2 separate regions of the Mus musculus genome follow, and region 2 is linked to region 1. Evidence: chromatin contacts called from public Hi-C data. All regions are on one chromosome and are shown on one strand. Each heading gives the region's core, a stretch centred on a gene start, on an enhancer-like site or on the middle of the called end of the contact. The rest is flanking DNA. Distances are from core to core; before and after follow the strand shown. Region 1 holds the start of A730049H05Rik (RIKEN cDNA A730049H05 gene). Region 2 overlaps Adamts9 (a disintegrin-like and metallopeptidase (reprolysin type) with thrombospondin type 1 motif, 9).

What was found. Hi-C and Micro-C count contacts between places; a contact is called where the count stands out from the background.
Region 2: a Hi-C map of the N1E-115 cell line shows a contact between it and region 1, with 2.6 times the contacts expected there. The contact joins the enhancer-like site here to the promoter of A730049H05Rik in region 1. A contact is called at or near these places in 7 of 39 promoter capture datasets (the 3T3-L1 cell line, 3T3-L1-derived adipocytes, Sertoli cells and 4 more), 2 of 484 Hi-C or Micro-C datasets (the N1E-115 cell line and nephron progenitors), 5 of 115 datasets of contacts at active chromatin or transcription factors (embryonic stem cells, extraembryonic endoderm stem cells, stem cell-derived neural progenitor cells and 1 more) and 3 of 9 other capture datasets (adipose tissue, liver and pancreatic islet).

What each region holds. Positions count from the first base shown.
Region 1 is chr6:92,814,393-92,818,368 of GRCm38.p6, forward strand. A730049H05Rik (RIKEN cDNA A730049H05 gene) reads left to right here and starts at 2,051. Exons shown (of 5, transcript NR_169152.1): 1 at 2,051-2,268. It overlaps Adamts9 (a disintegrin-like and metallopeptidase (reprolysin type) with thrombospondin type 1 motif, 9), which reads right to left. Exons shown (of 40, transcript NM_175314.4): 30 at 2,078-2,251.
Region 2 is chr6:92,902,301-92,906,276 of GRCm38.p6, forward strand. Adamts9 (a disintegrin-like and metallopeptidase (reprolysin type) with thrombospondin type 1 motif, 9) reads right to left here. Exons shown (of 40, transcript NM_175314.4): 9 at 2,854-3,000; 10 at 1,388-1,529. Among named protein-coding and RNA genes, the nearest start is that of Gm15737, 35 kb to the left of the region's middle. Within about 2 kb of position 1,896, at least 20 of the 459 cell types and tissues checked have an H3K27ac peak or open chromatin away from gene starts, as enhancers often do. A contact at or near this core is called in the N1E-115 cell line and trophoblast stem cells, where this site is marked.

The DNA.
Region 1 (3,976 bases), core at 801-3,300:
CTATATATAATCCCCATCAGGCCATATCCTCAAGTCATTGTTTTCTTCCTCACCCTCTTCCTACTCCTTTGAGACAGGGTCTCATTATGTAGCCTTGGCTGGCCTGGAACTTATTCAGATCTATCTGCTTCTGCCTCCTGCGTGCTGGGACTAAAGACATTCGTCATCACGCTTAAGTCTTTCTATATGGAACTTAATAGCAATATTTGAGGAAGGATTTCAAAAGGTCCACCTACATAGCCCATGCAAAGACAGAAGCATCGAGGCACACTTCTTGTGTGGTTTTCTACCTTATAGGATTCAGAAGGAATTGGGAATGGAGCCTGTGGTGCTCGTGATTGGCTTCTGAACTCTCAAATGCTGGCTGCAGCATAAGCAGTTAGCTTTGCCTTGTCTATGAGTACTTTCTCACCTCTTGATCTTTGCGACAGAGACACAGAGTTCATTATGGAGTGAAGATCAAGGTGGAGAAAACAGACAGGGATGAGTCTGAAGTAGGAATCCCAAAGATAGTCGAAAGTCTCAGTGAGTCAGAGAGATGAGTTAACCTCTTCTTTGTCTGACCCAGCCAGTCCTGAGACTGCAGTGGATGACAGATTAGTGTCCTTTCCAACTTCCTCAAAACAGCTCTACAAAGCTACTACCATTCCCATCCTACAGATGGCAAGCCAAGACTCAGAGAGATAAGAATTCTTGCTCTGAGTCACGTGGCTATTGATGGCACAGCTGAGATAGGGACCACAGTGATATTTTTCTAAGCATACAAGTTCCTGATAACCTATCTGGCTCAAGTTCAAATAATCTTAAACTTAACTGTGTTAGGTATTGTCCCAGATACTATCTGACAGAAGCAAGAGAAGTCTAGAAGGAAAACAAGCAACATGACCAAGCAGATGAAGAAGGAAGCGTTCCTAAAGAGATGAACCACTGTAGTAAGGAATGGATCCATTACCGGAAGGGACTGGGGAGAGCAGGGCTGGGAAGCCAATCCCAGAGGTGCAGAATACAGTAGGAAATCATAAAGATGAGAGATATCAAACAGGGTCATGGGTGGCTTCCTCTAGCTGCTAGATGTGGGGCCCTTGGACAACTGGCAAAGTCTGTCTGAATCTTAGTTTTACCACCTAAAACTAAAAACTAAACTCACCTCATCTAGGTGTCATCCAAAAGACAAAGTGAGAGGACGGACAGACAGAAAGCTCCCAGCACAGCCAAGTGCAGAACAAACATCCTCAAACCACGCTACCTTGGGTTGTGAGCCACGCTCAGTGCAGGCGGCTCCTCCATCTTGCCTCTCCAGCAGTGTGCGTCTTTTATGTCATTCCGGGGTCAGCAGATCTGATTTGACTTTCTAATTCTGTCCTACTCTTTCTATAACCTAGCATTCTGTTCTGGAAATTGGGGTTACCTCCCCCTAATGTCTTATACCACCTCTACCCTCCTCTCCCCCTTCCCCCAGCAATGGACTTTCCAGCACAGACACTTAAATGTCTGCTAAAGTCAAGCATTAACTTGGGGAGTAGAAGAAAAATAAGTCCAGCATATTTCTATATTAACTCAACACTTCATGTGGATTCTACCATGGGTTGAAAACACTGGAAATTCTACCCTAATTAATGAGTATTTCACACGAGAGCCCGTTTTCTCTCCCTGATCGTCAATGGCACACGAAAAGGAAAAATACAGAGTAAGCTTTACCTCAAATACTTGCATGTTACGGCTATTCAAATGAACACAGGCTAACCAAATCCAAACATATATTAAATGTTCTGCCCATCATCTCCCCTCCTGTGAAGTGAAAGTTGTCTGTATGCTTATACTCTTGGCCTGAGGCATGTTAAAGCTGTTTTTTTTCCTTTCCATTTCAGTGACCCCAGCTCTGGGATACTCAAGACCACAGGGAGAAACGCAAACAGGAATTGCCTAGAGCCTGACAGCAAACAGCTCCTTTGGGAAGGAGCCAGCAATGCCACTCCATTCAATGGCTTTGCAGGCTCCATAGGGTGTGGAGCTGATGCTAACAAGGGGGTGGAGCGACACGCAGGCTGGTGTGCACTTACTTCATGGCTTTACTTACTTGTTGCCACTGCTCTGCCCTCCAAGTGTAGAGAGGACATGGTGAGGCTTGGCAGACACGCTCCGACTCTGGTCTGCTGTAGGAGCTGCACTCACTCTCTCTGGCTGCTTTGTGTGTCCCGATCTGACAGCCCACATGCCTCTGCTGCACGCCTTGGCCACAGGACACAGAGCACTGAGAAGACACAGGATGTAAGTAGGCACTTCGGCTCCCTTCTGGAGGGCGGGAAGGGGTGGGTCACAGAGGAGGGCAATGCTTTCTTAATCCAATGATTTTTCACAGCAGTCAAAATGCTTTCTCATTTCCAAGGAGGGGGACACTAAGGCAAGTTCTAAAAGCACTGGTAACTGCCAGTGCTGGGCAGGGTGCAGGAGCCACAAGTGGGGAGGAACCAAAACTCTCAGGGGATGTCAGAGGGAGGAGAGATTGTGGGGAAACACCACCATCCAGAAGTAATGGTGCCACATTGAAACAGACAAACGAAACACTGTGCATGACTTCCATCCTGGAAGATGGATGGCTTGGGAAAATTGGGAGATGCGGTTCTATAGCGTAACCCATAGAGAGCCAACCATTGACAATTAAGGCCATATAAGCAGAAGGACTTTCTCCTGCCCTCTTATTTTTCTAGTTTCTATTCCTGGAGACAGAACATTGCCTCGCTTGTTGTTTGTTTGTTTGTTTAAATCATGGAATTCACTTAACTATCTGTGCCTCCTCATAATCTCAAATGAATAGATGAAGAATAAAAGCTAATAAGGAAAAATAATTTCCTCAGGCTTAATGTTTTCAGCTCTTGAAAAAATCCCATTAATCACGAGGAAACATTTTGTTGACCAAGTTGCAAAACACCAATTAACTTTCCCCTAAATTAATTTTTTAATGGTTTCCTCATTGTTGGTTGCATAATCTCACTTATGGGCAAGCCAAGAATTATTGTCTTTATTAAGATTTTGGCAGTCAGAAACCAAAGGCAACCTTTGATTAGAGAGAACTGCATAACACTGCACTTGGTTATTAAAGGTTATTAGCAATTTGGGGGGTGGACATAAATCAGTCACTATTAATTTGCCTGGTGTTGAGAAACAAAGTTATCTGACATTCATGCCATGTACCCAAAAGGAGGTCTTCTTCTAAAACAAAACCAGACTCTACAACTGCACGCTTGTCTAATTTGCTTGTAGGGAAATTCAAGGTGCTCCGTGAAAGACGGAAAGTTTGTTAAGACATATGTATACCCAAGTGGATGCTGCTGCAGCTTAGGCTCTTTCGTAGAAGGCAGCTTGAGAAATGCTATTGTTTCAGAGAAATCTATGCTGGAGAAGAGCCTCACAGCTCACATCAAAGGGCGCGGAAGACAATGCTTCATCCCAACATCGTTGCCATTGTTTGGGTTTAATTGGATTAATTGAATTGAATGAGTTTGTGACCCACAAGAAACCAGACTTTAAAGTCATTATGTTCTGGGAAGGATAAGGGGAGGACTCTTAAATACCACGAATGGCTTTGTCTCCAAACAACAGCCACTTAATGCTCACAGGGGCTATGTGAGTTATAATACTGGCTGCGCTGGAAAAGGACTGGAGTTACCCAGCAAATGACAGAAATATTCAAGTGTCATTACAACAATCAAAGAGTTCTGGCTATTTGGATTTGGGGTCTTAAATCCAAGAATATACTTCTAGAACAATGTACAACAGAAATACAAAGAGAATAGTAATGTGAACACATTGGAATTTGACACAAAGCTGGTAAGTTTAAAAAAAATCGCATAACGTTCTCACAACAAAGAAAAATGGGAAAGACCTTTAGAGTGTCTAGTACTAATTAGGTTGTTAAGTAAATGAAACCCCTTTGTGTATGTAGCGAATGGTGGTGAAGTACATATCTATAGGCATG
Region 2 (3,976 bases), core at 646-3,145, 88 kb after region 1:
AGGTATATTCTTTGTGTGTTGTTGTATGTTCAGGTGTGCTCACACATGCATGCGGGGAAGCCAGAGGACAGCCCTGGTGTCATCTTCAGTAACAGCACCTCCGTTCTTTGAGGCAGGGTCTCTCAGAGGCATGGAGCTTACCAGTTAGGCTGGACTGGCTGGCCAGCAAGACACGGATTTTTCCTGTCAGTGCCTCCCTAGCGCTGGGATTAAGCCAGGGCTACCACACAGCATTTTCACACTGGTTCTAGGAATCAAACTTGGCTCTTCCTGCTTTCAAGGGAAGAGTTTTATCTACTGAGCCAAACCTCCAGGCTCTTGAGGTATACTTTAAGAGATGGTTCTAAATCCTTAGCTTTATCCTAATTATTAAAGCAAACCATACTTATAGGAGAAACGTTTAAAAGTTACCAGGGACTCATGTTTTAAAAAACATGAAAAAGAAGCCTCTAGCCACCTGGATTTTTAGTACTTGTCATTCTCCTTCTGATGTTGAAGGCATATGCTCTCACACAGTCGGTTCTGGTGTATATTTCCAAGTACTGAGCATTGTCACTGCCGTGTAATAGTTTATTAAAAGGTGACACTAAAGTGTGCTTGATCTCTTTCCCATTGGCCTTCCCTCACCCTAGGACATTCTGAGACAGAATTACTCCACTTATGCTGGCCTCGGGATGGTTTTCTATCATTCTGCCTCAACACTATCATGCTCAACCCAATGGCTTTATTTCTGTATGAGTGACAGAGAAGTAGACATCATTTTCGATGGAGTTCCTTGAACTTTTAAATCATTTCTGCAGAATCCCTCTATTTCTCATTCCACCAACCATTACTGAAGGCCCTCTTCAGCAAAACTAACTCACGTTCCCAAAGACCCAGCCTGAGGCACCTGAGGACAAAGCATATGTCCTCTTATCTACACAGATCCTTATCTCACACATCAAAATACCACCCAGCCACCCAGCCAGCTAGATGATGATCAGAAGTGATCAGAAGTGACCCAGCTGGTCACAGAACACACCCCTGACAAGTTATGTCAGGAAGCCAGGATTGGCTCATGAATTCCTTGTACAGATCTAGAGGAGTCCCTAATTCGGGTTACTTTTACAAGCTGAAGGGCACACAAGGAGAGCGATGACCTGACCTCCTTAACCTAGGTTCTTGTCCCACTCGCTGCAAATGACAATGCCATCTCCCCTTTGCCGTGTCTCAGGAATGCAGTGAGAATCTACTGAGCCCACCACAGCCTCAGACACAACTACGGAGAGCCAGTTTATTCTGAACCTTCACTTGGGTAACTGATTCCGAGTGAGAATCAAGTGGAAAAGGTGACCATAAGCAAGTCCAGAATCACCAGTTGCGGGCAGAGACTACCCCGAACACTTACCATATAGGGGCACACTTGAGAGCCTGGCCCAAAAATCAGTTCACATTGTTTATTCACGTTGTAGAGAAGGCCGGGCAGTTGGGAAGGCAAAGGATAGGTCCTGGATGCAGGTTCATTCAGCAAGCACTCTCCGTACCCAGTGCTATGGGAATCAGAAACATACAGATGGTGAGACAGGCTCTTGAGGGTTGCAGAGACAAGCAAAGGCCACACATGTACCTAATGGCAGCAAGGACTGGTCCTTTTGGCCTTTATTCTTTTCATTCACAGTTAGGTCAAGGGTAAGTCTAGAATCGAAAGTTGTATTTCTGTAGAAAGATATTCTACACATACGATACAGTCAGGGGAAGGAGCACTAATCTCCTGTAGGAGTCATTTTTTTTAAATCCTTCCCAATAGACAGTAAGCATCTTAGGGCCACAACTATGATTATCTTTGTACTGGGCCTGGTCTGTAACACAAGGCATTCAGTAAGTGTTTGCTGAACAATGAGTAAGGGCTCAATGACTCATAGCAAGATAGCATCTCAAGCCACCTGCTTAGAAGGAAAACATCGGCCCTCCAGTTCATCCAGGTTTCTTTCCTGGAAAATCTGCACCAGCTAAGTTCTGATTAACAAAGCCCTCTCCATTTGTGGTTGCAGAAATATAAACCAGTGACCTGAGGCAATTGCTTAACCTTCTGCACTTCTGGGAAAGGAGACCACTGAGGCTGTGATGTGTGAGCATTGTATAACATAATTGAGTCTTTGAGGAACCTTAAAAAAAAGGACATAAGGAGGGGGGAAGCAGGGGTGGGGAGAGAGAGACAGAGAGAGAGAGAGGGACAGAGAGAGACAGAGAGACAGAGAATGCCCTTATTTCCATCACATACTCTCTTCTGGCAACCTCTCATTATCCCACTTCTTCCCAAGCCACGATTACTAGGTTAGCAGTACATAAATATTTGGGCCCTTCATCATCAGAGCACTCTGCAAAGGCCTGAATAAATCTCAAAGCATTTACACAAACACAGAAATATTTGCATAGTTCCTTTACAGACCCTGCTTTGTGCTCAGATCAGTTTGTAATCTTCCAAACATTGGCAAGGCTATGAGCTAACAGATGTTATAGAGTAAAATTTTTTTCTCCTCTAAGGAATGTTATCAAGAACAACAAGACAAAAAGAATGCCAGATTCCGTTTTCTTCCCCTTCATGGGTTACTTCAGATAGGCCAGGCACTAGAGCAGCAGTTCTCAGCCTTCCTAATGCTGTGACTCTTAAACACAGTTCCTCACATAGTGGTGACCCCCAACCAGAGAATTATCTTGTTGATGCTTCTTAACTGTAATTTTGCTACTGTTAAGAATAATAATCTAAATGTCTGATATGGAAGGTATCTGATATTCGACCCCCAAAGGGTTGCTATCCACAGGCTGAGAAGGGATGCACCAGTGGCTGATACTAAGAGAGCGCTTAGGTCTTACTCTAGGAACTCAGTGATGTATTTCCGACTGCACTTTGACCACATCCAGGGGTTGGTGTAGAAGTTCAGTGTTGGTGCCATGACATGCTGGGGACTCTTAACTCCTTCTTCTTTGCATTTATTGCTGTCATCGTGAGGCATATTAAACCTAAAGTCAACGAAGCAGTGGTGAGAATGTCAGAACACACCAAGGGTTCCTGCGGGCATCCTTGCTTAACAAATCTAAGAAGAAAGTATAACTAAGGACCTGTTGTCCTGTGGACAAGAATCTGAATGAGCAGAATAAATTATAAGACAATTCTAGACGGAGCATAGACCACCAGAGGATTTTTATCGAATTTGATGTAAATGCCTTTAGTGAATGAAAAGGTATGCACAGGCCATTTGTTGGGTATAAATATGAATATTGGAATTGTAGAGGCTCTGAATGTGCAGTAGTTGGTGCTAGACTAAAGGAAATGCTAGTAGACAGCGAAAGGGCAATCCATAGAACAAGATTTTGGCAGGGTGTCATACTGTTGTCAATATAAAGAATAAATTCGTGTCATAAATGGAAGCTAAGTGCTTTGTAATAAGAGGATCACTGTGGGCCTCACATCTCCCATTTTTTGGGTCACGGTGATTAGGGATACACATGTGTTTATCAAGTAAAGTATCATTATGAAGGTATATAAAGTGTGCCCACAAACTCCTAGGGAGTGACACAGAGACCATAGGCACATATGCCCAGCCAGCTGAAAGTAGAGATGGCACAGGGATTCACCTGCCAATGCCAGCTCACAGGAACTGGCTTCCTGAAAAGCCAGGCATAAAAAAGATTCTTAAACTCTTTCCCATTCTGCCTGAGGGGAGGCTGTGGAGCACAGCCAGTGTCCTCTTGGGCTGTGGCAGCGTCCTTCACACATACTTTCCATTCTTGGCTTCACCAGAGGAAGTGGGGGAAAAACGATAGCATTTCCTTAATGTGCACCCCCTCCATGACCCACATGGCCTTCCAGCCCAGGCAATTATCCACCAGTTGACAAGGTCAGCGGGTCATCTTTTCTCTCTGGGAAAGGCTGCTGTCAATCAGAACACGGAACATGTGGTTAAGTTTGCACCGAGTGAGGAATTCCCTTCCCAGT